Regions from separate parts of the Mus musculus genome. Here region 1 is linked to region 2. A link is a contact called in public Hi-C data. All regions are on one chromosome and are shown on one strand. The core of a region is the stretch at or near the end of the contact, and the rest is flanking DNA. Distances in the headings are between cores, read along the strand shown. Region 1 has its middle 180 kb from the start of Fmr1os. Region 2 holds the start of Slitrk2 (SLIT and NTRK-like family, member 2).

Region 1 (5,115 bases), core at 2,170-4,669, 1.8 Mb after region 2:
CCATATGGATATAGCATCAAACTCCCTTTGAAATATTTATGTTTATATGTATAGATTAATTAGATAGTGAACCTTAATCAGAAAAGCGTCTATTGCCAGTGGATGGAGAGAAATTCAGAATTCTGATTTCCCAAGACAATAAATGTAGCCTCCCTCAGCCTTGAAGCAGGCTGATCCAGACTTTGACCTTGCTGCCACTAAGAAGGAGATTACCTAGGGTGGAGCCTTCTGACCTAGATGGCTCTATTGTTCTGTCACCAGCTGCTGCTCTCCTCCAGACACTGCTACCTGCTGAGAGGCTCCTGAGATACTCCAGAGGCACACCCTATCCTGCACATCACCTACAGGCTGGCTCCAGACACCAACAATGGACTGGGTGGGAGGATGGGCCTTTGGCCTTGGGCCAGCTTACAACAAATAATAATAAGTAATGGATAAGGGCTCAGCCTTAAATAGGACATATGTGTCGTCCTTGTATGGCACAAGAACATTTCTGAAGAAGGAAAAATATAAAAATTGGATAATAAGGAGAAGGGCTTATCATGTTCTGGATAGGGCACAACTGACATCTTAAACTCACAGCAGGTGAAGACACCTGCACTGGAACAAGAATGAGCATGTCAACAGTGAAGCATACATACACGGAGAAAAAGACAAAGGGACCCTATCTATGCCTTGCTGCTGAACTATTTGGTACAGATGGATTCGAGGAAAGACTGAGTTGTTGTCTTCAGCCAAGTACCCACTGATTGCCCCACCAAGCTCCAATATACAGTCATAATCCAATTGTCACCAAGAAGAGCCTGTTAAGCTAAATGGGACACAAAAACAACCCAAAAGTTATAAATTTAGGAAAGAAAAACATAATAAGGACAAGAGGATAGCAGAGAGATGGGGAGTGTGGAGATAAATAGTAATCATAATTCATTGTATACATATATGAAATGGTCAAAATATTAATTTTAAAATGTTACTGCTTCCCAGTGCAGAAAAGATTCTATTGTTTAGGGTTTGGAGTTGATGCTGTTGGAATACCTAGAATTGATTGCTCATCTGCACTAGACCTATCTCAAAATTCTCATTTTGAAATCAACATAAAATAAGTCTAGTAATGAATGGAGTAAGTAATGTATAAGTGCTCAACCCTAAGTATGACATGTGCTCCATCCCTGTATGACACAAGGAACATTTCAGGAGTGGAGAGAATGTAAAATCAAATGATAGGGAGATGAGCTTCCTTGGTTTTTCTCGTTCTTCAAAAATGAGCAGGTGTTAAGATACTACTAAGTTTGGATGTAAAGGCTTATGTTTTAGCATTTAGTGTCTGTACTTAGTTCTCCATTATTCATATAGACATCAAGTTTTGAATGTCTACATAGGGCATTCAGCCACTAAGTTAAAGGAAAAAGACACTGAGAGTCATTTGCTGTTGAAAAATACTCAAGGTAAATATTTTACCAACTGAACCATCCCTAGTCCCTAACTGTGGGAGTGTGTGCTGTCTCTGACTCTTTTGCCTATTGTTGGGACACTTTTCTTCCTAGTGAGTTGCCTTGTCCAGCCTTAATATAATGGTTTGTGCCTAGGCTTACTGTAACTTCTTATGCCATGCTCAGTTGAGATCCCTGGGAGGCCCACTTTTTTCTCAAGAGAAACAGAGGAGGAGTGGATCTGGGGAAGAGAGGAGAAGAGGACAGGGAGGAATGAAGAAGGGGGAAACTGTGCTTGAAATGTAATGTTTGAGAGAAGAATAAATAAAAAAGAAAGAAAACTATTTCAGCTGACTGAAGTGCAAAATTCAAGACTATTTTTACACCTATGAAAACCTAAAATGATAAAGATATTTTAGCTGACAAATATATGTATATATATATATATATATGTTGCCCCAAGGAACTCTAGTAGAAAAATGTTGGCCTCATATTCAGGCAGGAGGAATCTGGGTGCAAGCTACCAAGCAGAATATGAATATGTGGTTTCTGAGTGAGAATGTGATAGCAGAGCATAAAACAAAGTGAATTGGAGTAAGGGGATTAGAGCAAGGGGGCTGCTAACCCTTCACAGCTTCTCCTAAATCACCGAAAGGATCAGGCAATAAGTTAAGAATCACATCATTTAAAATTCTGGTGCTCTGTGGTAAAAAGATGCAAGCACAATATCTAACATGTAGGCTTTGTTATTCAGCACTTGGAGAGCCTGGAGAGAATGCTCCAGACACCAGAGTACTACATACATGGGGAAGTTGCCAGTCCAAGGACCTGAATAGAAAAACAGCATTATAAAGACCTTAGGGAAATACTTCTCATTCCCTAAAGACAAACCAAGAAGAGAGATCAATATAGACAATGATTTATTGTTAGGCATGATGACATATGCCTGTAATTCAACACTCGGGGATCTGCCACAGAACGATTGCACATTTCAGGTAAACTTGGGCTTACACAGAGAGGCCCTGTCTTAACAACAAACAACAAAATAACAACAGTTTCACTGCTTTACTGAGAAGGGGACCCTGAATTTCTTAGCATCTCATTCATAGATTACAAGACAAATATCTTTAAACAGAGAAGGGCAGAGAGGCACAGACAAAGTGTTTAGGCAGTACACAACTTTCTATGGCTTTGATATCCTGGTTGATGGTGGAGAACAACTGCTAAGCTAACCACCATAGTCTAGCTGTTCTCAAATTGTGGGTCACAACCCCCTGGAGGACAAGGAAAGCTTTCACAGGGATCACATATCAGATATTTACATTATGATTCATAACAGTAGCAAAATTACAATTATGGAGTATCAATGAAATAATTTTATGGTCAGGGGTCATGACAACATGAGGAATTGTATTAAAGTATCACAGTATTAGGACAGTTGAGAGCCTCTGTCACAGTCACTAAATGATTTCTCAGCTTCAGGTGTTTCTTTTTGTCATAATTTCCTTTGGTTACCATGTAGTCTAAGGACTATAGATTACATTCAACACTCCAGGGATGCATTCCTAACAATTTAATTAAAATTCAAGACACGGTTCCTCACTTACACAGCAACATTTATCCTATTCAACAGTTGCATGTGGTTAATGACTTGCTGGGTAGTACAGACACAGCACATTTCTTTCACTGTCAACTACGCCAGAATTTGGACTCTAATACTTCCTAATATTGTGTTTGGAGGCAAGTTATTTTAGCTCCACAATCCTGTCTCCTTATCTGTGACGGGAAATGCTAAGAGAATGTACTTCACAGATAAGGCTGAGTAGTGTCATGTGGAGAGCATGCTCAGCTGAATACCTGGCACATGGTGGAAATGATAGTCATCTCTCCAAATAAACAAAAATCCTTGGAAGGGTATAGCCGGCACGCTGCCTCCCTGGCAAACTCCCCACAGTTTTGCATGGGGAAATACTTGGCCAATGACTATGACTCACCCTGCTAGCCAAACAGTTGACTAAGAAGTGCAGTTGCCCTGTTTTACATCATGCACAAGGAGAGCTGAATGCCTTCAATTCATAACCTCTCCCAGAGAAAGAAACCTGGAGTCTGCTGACAAACTTTGAGAAGTGTCAGGTTATTTTAATTTCATAAGGATGAGCATTGACAACATGAGCAAGGCAACAAAACAGACAGGTTTAAGGTAAGTTTGGGGATTTTTAAGTAACAGATAAATTACCTCAGATAAAAACTGGCCAAGGGAAGAGGTGACCTCATGGGATTGATGAGCTGGGAAGCATTTGTATTCAGACAATGATATTTTCCCAAATGTTTTTAATTAGCACAATCCTAGTTACATTTACAAGAGAAAGCCTGAAGCAGACTTTTGAGCTGCCATGAATTATTATTGGCAGTCGTAGCAGCATCGACTGGGTCTGGAGTCGATCACCTGCGATTGGCCACGTTATTTTATATCAGGCCCTGATATTCTTCCATCCTCTGTCCCCTCTGACTGTCTTTCTAACTGGCTCTCACCCATGACCTGGCCCTGTACTTGAGATCACAGCACTGCCTGTCTGCTTGACCCACATCTCCAGCCATGGTCCCAGCACTCTTGCTGTTCTTTCCTGCTGTGTAACTTCCTTTCTGCAACTCCTTCCAAGAGGCTTTTGGCCCTCATTTCTCCACTGAGACTGAGGTAAGCATGGCCAAGTGCAGTTGCATTTCCTGATTTTCATTTTCTTCAGCTCTTCATCAGTTTTTAGCACAGTTGATGACACCCTCCTCAAAATTTACTTTTTGGCCCCTTGGTATTGCAAACTTTATATGCCCCAGTACAGGGGAACGCCAGGGCCAAGAAGTGGGAGCGAATGGTTTGAGGAGCAGGGTGGGGAGAGGGTATAGGGGACCTTTGGGATAGCATTTGAAATATAAATGAAGAAAATACCTAATTTTAAAAATGTGGGAAAATATTTACTTTTTTTCTTGAGACTGCCTCAGCTCTAGCTCCTGGTTTTCTGCTCACTCCCTGGGCCTCTCTATTTTCATCAGCATTCTTTGCATATCAGCCAGCAAACACATTCACAGTTAGTTCGACTTGTTACTCTTCTACCTGAAGACAGCAAAAATATTTTTTCTGTGTTTATCATGAAAAGCTATTTCCCAACATAGTCCAGCAGGATCTGTGATCTGACCATAATTCCCTTAGACGACTGTGTACCCTACAATGTCCTTCAGCTGCCCTCCCTGTCTGCTTTTTTTTTCTTCCACATATGCCAAGTGCATTCTCATCTCACAAACACAGCCCCCTTTACTGTCTACCTGGACTCATCCTTCTGCTTCTCTTCACATGGCAGGTGATATCAAGAGGGCAAACCTAATGAATGCCCTTTCTACTGAAAGACAAAAATCTGACCTGATCTGGAAGTAAGCTTTTTATAGCCTTTATCCAATTTGATGTTGAAGTCCATATATTTTGGTAGTGAAATGTTAACGTGTTTGACTAGCCTACATCATCTCAATCCTTGTTAAGGATGTTGCATAATATAAAATATAATCTTTCTACCATTCTAGGAAAGTATGGAATTGTTACTCATAGCGAAACTCAAGAGGTTAACGTTAGGTGTCACAGGTTTGCTTCCTTACTTCACGTATGAGAAGCTCAAGTTTCTGAAAAGGGAAATAAATT
Region 2 (4,601 bases), core at 152-2,651:
AATTATCAGTAAGATTCTTTTTTTAAGGCCCATATAGTCCCTTTCAGCAACCATTATAAAAAGAAGGCCAAAGGGAAAGAGCAAAGGAAGATGCACAGAAGATTCTATTGAGAGGACAGAGGTGATAGTCATTAGTGCTGTGTGAACCTGCTTTAAATGTGCAATAACCTTGACTGCAGAGAATCCTAACGTGCATCCATTAGCTTCCTAGCTCATTTTTGCTCTAATTTTGTACCTTTTTCCTGGCATCATTTTCAACTGTTCTTTTCTTTTCCTTTCCTTCCTTTCTTTCTTTCTTTCTTTCTTTCTTTCTTTCTTTCTTTCTTTCTTTCTTTCTTTCTTTCTTTCTTTCTTTCTTTCTTTTTTTTTCCTGCTGTTTCCTACCAACCCTCAGGCTTTCTGTGCAAGAGGGATTCCACAGACTCCGGGAGGGTAATGAAAAGGTCAGGAGGCTATGGAGATTTCAATGAGGGACCATATCCTCTAGGATGAGGTGGCCGCTGTCTTGGCACCAGAAAATTAACTCCCATTCTTTGTTTAACTGAACCAATTGCAACTTTATCCAGAATCTTTTCGGGCAGTTAGGAAGCAGCTGCAAAGGAGGTAGTTCTTCAGGGGAAATTGCAAAATCCTAACCACCTTCTTGAACTACACTGACTGTTTAAATGCGTGTCTTCCTTTAATAGAATCAGTCTAGACTACTAATAAAGAGGAAAAAGAAATTGGTGGGGGGAGGGGGGAAGCAAAGGAGAGGGCAAGAAAAAGGCCTCCAGAAACCTCTTTGAAGTATTAAAATAATCACTATTAAGGCGGGGTCTGGAACAGTGCTAAGTCTTGCTTTTCTTCAAATGTTTGCTTGCACGAGTCTTCCTGAGCACTGTACAATATGAAAATACCTTCTTTACTACCCTGGGAGGAGATCCTTAAACATATGCAAGCGAACGCCAGTGATTGGGTGCTTACTAGCTAAGGGAGGCAGCGGCATTTCAGGAAGGTGTCCAGCTCAGATTACTGACTGCTTTTTCACTTGTCCATAACTTCCACCCAGGGGTCTTAGGGTCCCCCTCAGATATGATATCAAGCAAGCGTCATCCTTATTTCACTTGACCTGGTCTGAGGGGCAGCACATGGTAGAAGCTGCAAGAGCTGGGCAGAGTTCCAGTAAAGAGGGGCTGACAGGCGAGAGCAGTGCTCTGCAACGCTTGTCAGACAGAGAACTGGAGCAGCGGCTCCTTTGTGGGCTGGTAAATCCCCCTCCCGAGTGCACAGCAGGGACATTTGATCTGCAGGGTGATTGATAAGTGCTAGAGAGGGGCAGCCATCCTTCCCTCCCTCCCTCTTCTCTCCTCTCTCTTTCCCTCCCTCCTTGCCAGAAGCGCTGCTGGGTAGCGAGCTGCTCCAGTAAGGATCTTCCTACCCTGGGGTGGGTGGGTGGGGGGATACCGCCTGCGCTCCTCGCTGCTGTGCCACTCACTGCACGGCCCGCCCGACTGGTACCTAGGAGGTGCTGGCTTCTGAGCCTCTCAGAGACGCGGATGCTGCGGGAGCCTCCAGGGGAAGATCGAGGCGGAGCGCTCTCTCTGGGTAAGTTCGGAATACTCGGGAATGCCGTGGCAATGAGACCCACGAGCCGGGTTTCTTTGGCCTCAAAGTGGGTATGAGCAGGGAGAGGCTAGACTATACCCACCGTGATCAGTCAGCCCTTGTGAATCGCCCTCTCCCCTCGGTACCCTCGGGGCTCTCTCCTTTTTGCCCCTGACCTTCCAAGGCTGTGATAGGGATCCAGGAATCCCAAAGCTAGGAGACCACTGCTACTGCCAGGAATGACCCATGCAAGATCTTCTGCTAGTGAAATGAACCATTCACTGGCAGTGTCCAAGCCCAACGGCAAGGGCAGAGTGGCTTTTGGGATTGAGAGGTCATCCTCTAGCATCAAGATGTTAGCCTTTAAGGTGTAGGAAAGGTGGGGCTACTCTAGGGTTGGCGGTTAGTCCTGACCCATTCAAAGAGGGAACTCCCTTAGAGCCTGTGTCTCCCTAGAAGAGAGATTAGCCTGGAGCACCCAGCAGGCTGAAGCGGGCCTGCTAGACTTCTGACCTGGCTATGGCCTAAGAACTGCAGGAATGAAGTTGGGCTCTGAGTTGCAGCCTGGCCCCCTTCATGACTTGTGGAAAAAGCTTGGGCAAACTGGCTGGTTAGTGACAAAGAAGGCCTGGGCAATAGAATATGCATGTCAACTTCCCTCTTCTTAAGAAGAACAAACATTTTGCTTATTTAAGCATCTGCCCCTGCTACTCTTGAGTTCCCAGTTCACCCTGAACCTTTCCAGCTTCTTAAAAGCTCACTCTTTTCAGCCGTTCTTAGAGATACCCTGGACCAAATGAAACTTACTTAAAAGTGTTTGTCGAATGTGAGGCTTATTTGCTTCCAAATAACAGTCATGTTTCTGAAAAGGGTCTGTGGATGCTCAAAAGCAGGCAGAAAATAGAGTGGCTGAGCAAATTGACTCTTGCAGAAAGGAAATCATGGAATGAAAAACTGGAACTCAGGGACCTTGGTAGGGCTCATCATTACCACCAGGTTTGCTTCATTGTGTAAGTGGTAACAATTTCAAGACCTCCAAATTCCCTATCTCTCCTCTCCTCTTCCTTTTCTTCCCCTCACCTTCCTTCCTGTCTCCTCTCCTTTCATCTCTTATTTTCTCTTCTTTCCTCTTCCTCTCTCCTCTCTTCTCCTTCTCCCCCTCTTCTATCTTTCTCTTTCCTTTCTAGCAAACCAATTCTGGTCTCCAGAGAGTGTGCACAGAATTATCTATGCCTTGAATATTTTACTGTATTTGAGAACTAATAGTAATTATATTTATTTTAGCAGTAAAAACTTTACAATTGTGTGAAATGCCCCACTGAGTTTAGGTATACAATCCTCTAATTCATATTAAGCAGTACTGTGTTGTTTCTAATTTTAGCTTCTTGAAGTTAACCAAGTCAGCAAGTCACCTGGCTGAGGAATGTCCTGATCTGTAAAATAATTCCGGTCTGTTGGGTTTTGTACAGCTGTCACAGTGGATTTTACTTCAGTAAGATAACCTAATTAGCAAGTGTTTGTTAAACTAAAGCCCGAGTGAATAAATCATATCTCCCTAGGAACAATGTACTTTTAATATTTAGAAATACATAGAAAGTGCCCTTTCCTTATGAAAGAAGTGAACTTTTGCTCAGGACATATTACTCAGCCTGCACATAATGATGCACGTGCAGTCGAATGGGAGGCTATCCACCACTGCCCTCCCAACTCCCAGGGCTTCTGTGCTTGTCTCATGGTCGGTCACTCTATGGCCCAGAGAAGGACAATTAAGGCTCCAGTCTGAAATGGCAGCATGAGAGGGAATCCAGAAGTATGGTCAAAGGCTTTTCTTGAAAGGAGCAGGAAGGAAGATCACAATGCCACAGGTGGCCTTAGTGCCAAACTTTATAGACTGCCCCAATCTTTATTAGAGAGGAAGGAATTTGTATAAGCTACACAGGTCAAAGATTTCTGCTTTAACAGGGAGAGAAACAGGATAAAACGGGTGGTTTCCCATTCATGAATGGCTTATTTTGCCTGGGGCATTGCCTACCTTCCATTTTGGCTAGGCAATGAAATCCTGCATAAATTCTGTAGCAGATCTAAAGAGGAGAGGAAGGTGAATTGTTTGTGCAGCAGGCACATTTAATCAGTCCCTTTCTTCACTGTGTCTTTCCCTCGGTTTTCCTCACTTCTCTCTTTCTATCAGAGGTGGCCTGTAGCTCCTCCAAGCAACAGTAGACATTATTCACACATGCAAATGGGCTCCCCTCTTGAGACTCCTGGACCCAAGGAGTAATAATATATTAAGTAGAAAAGAGATAATGCAGGCAAAAATCCAACACCTAGCCAATTAGTGATGCTCTAGAAAGGTTATGTGAAACCAAATGCAACATCAGGGCCCAGAGGATCAGCACTCCTTTGGCATTAGCAAATGGAAACAGTAAGCTCCTAAAAGTAGTGACAGGCATGGCTGCAGAGTTAGATCAAGAACCCTGGTATTCTGTGTCTCAGCTCAAGATTCCTAGTACCCTTTTCTTTAGGAGGAGTCATTTCTCCTGCCCTGCATTCTTCCCTGTTTTTTTTTTTTTTTGGGGGGGGGGAGGGTTGGGGGGTGGGGAGAGGATCCCAGCCCTTGCAGCCTAGAGGGCTCAACAACTCTTGCCTTGGCTCCCACTCCTAGCAGAGCCTCAGCCTGGCAATGCTTTTCTGACACCCACTCCACTTCACTTTCCTCCAGGCAAAAAAGCACACGTTTAAGACTCATTATCTGGCTAAGTATAAATCTCAGGGGGAGAAGCATTTTATTTTTGTTTGGCTCAGTCTACCAGTTACTGTTTGAGCTGGCTTTCCAGAGTCCAGGCAAATAGCTGTTTGGCTGGTCATCACCAAGGAAGTAATTCCCTAAGCACTGAAACAGAGCTTTCTCCGTATATAAAGTATTGATCCCCTAGGAGAACTCTTCTCACTCCCACACAGACACACTAGCGCAGGAACACCCCACTCTGCACCTAAAGAGTCTTCCCAGCTAGCAGTCT

What was found. A called contact is a pair of places that touch in the nucleus more often than the background predicts.
Region 1: a Hi-C map of cerebellar granule neurons shows a contact between it and region 2, with 2.9 times the contacts expected there. The contact joins the enhancer-like site here to the promoter of Slitrk2 in region 2. A contact is called at or near these places in 2 of 39 promoter capture datasets (hippocampal neurons and second pharyngeal arch cranial neural crest), 2 of 484 Hi-C or Micro-C datasets (cerebellar granule neurons and cerebellum) and 1 of 115 datasets of contacts at active chromatin or transcription factors (astrocytes).

The regions. Positions count from the first base shown.
Region 1 is chrX:68,491,937-68,497,051 of GRCm38.p6, forward strand. No RefSeq gene overlaps it. Among named protein-coding and RNA genes, the nearest start is that of Fmr1os, 180 kb to the right of the region's middle. Within about 2 kb of position 3,420, at least 75 of the 459 cell types and tissues checked have an H3K27ac peak or open chromatin away from gene starts, as enhancers often do. A contact at or near this core is called in astrocytes and cerebellar granule neurons, where this site is marked.
Region 2 is chrX:66,647,917-66,652,517 of GRCm38.p6, forward strand. It overlaps Slitrk2 (SLIT and NTRK-like family, member 2), which reads left to right and starts at 1,402. Exons shown (of 3, transcript NM_001161431.1): 1 at 1,402-1,584.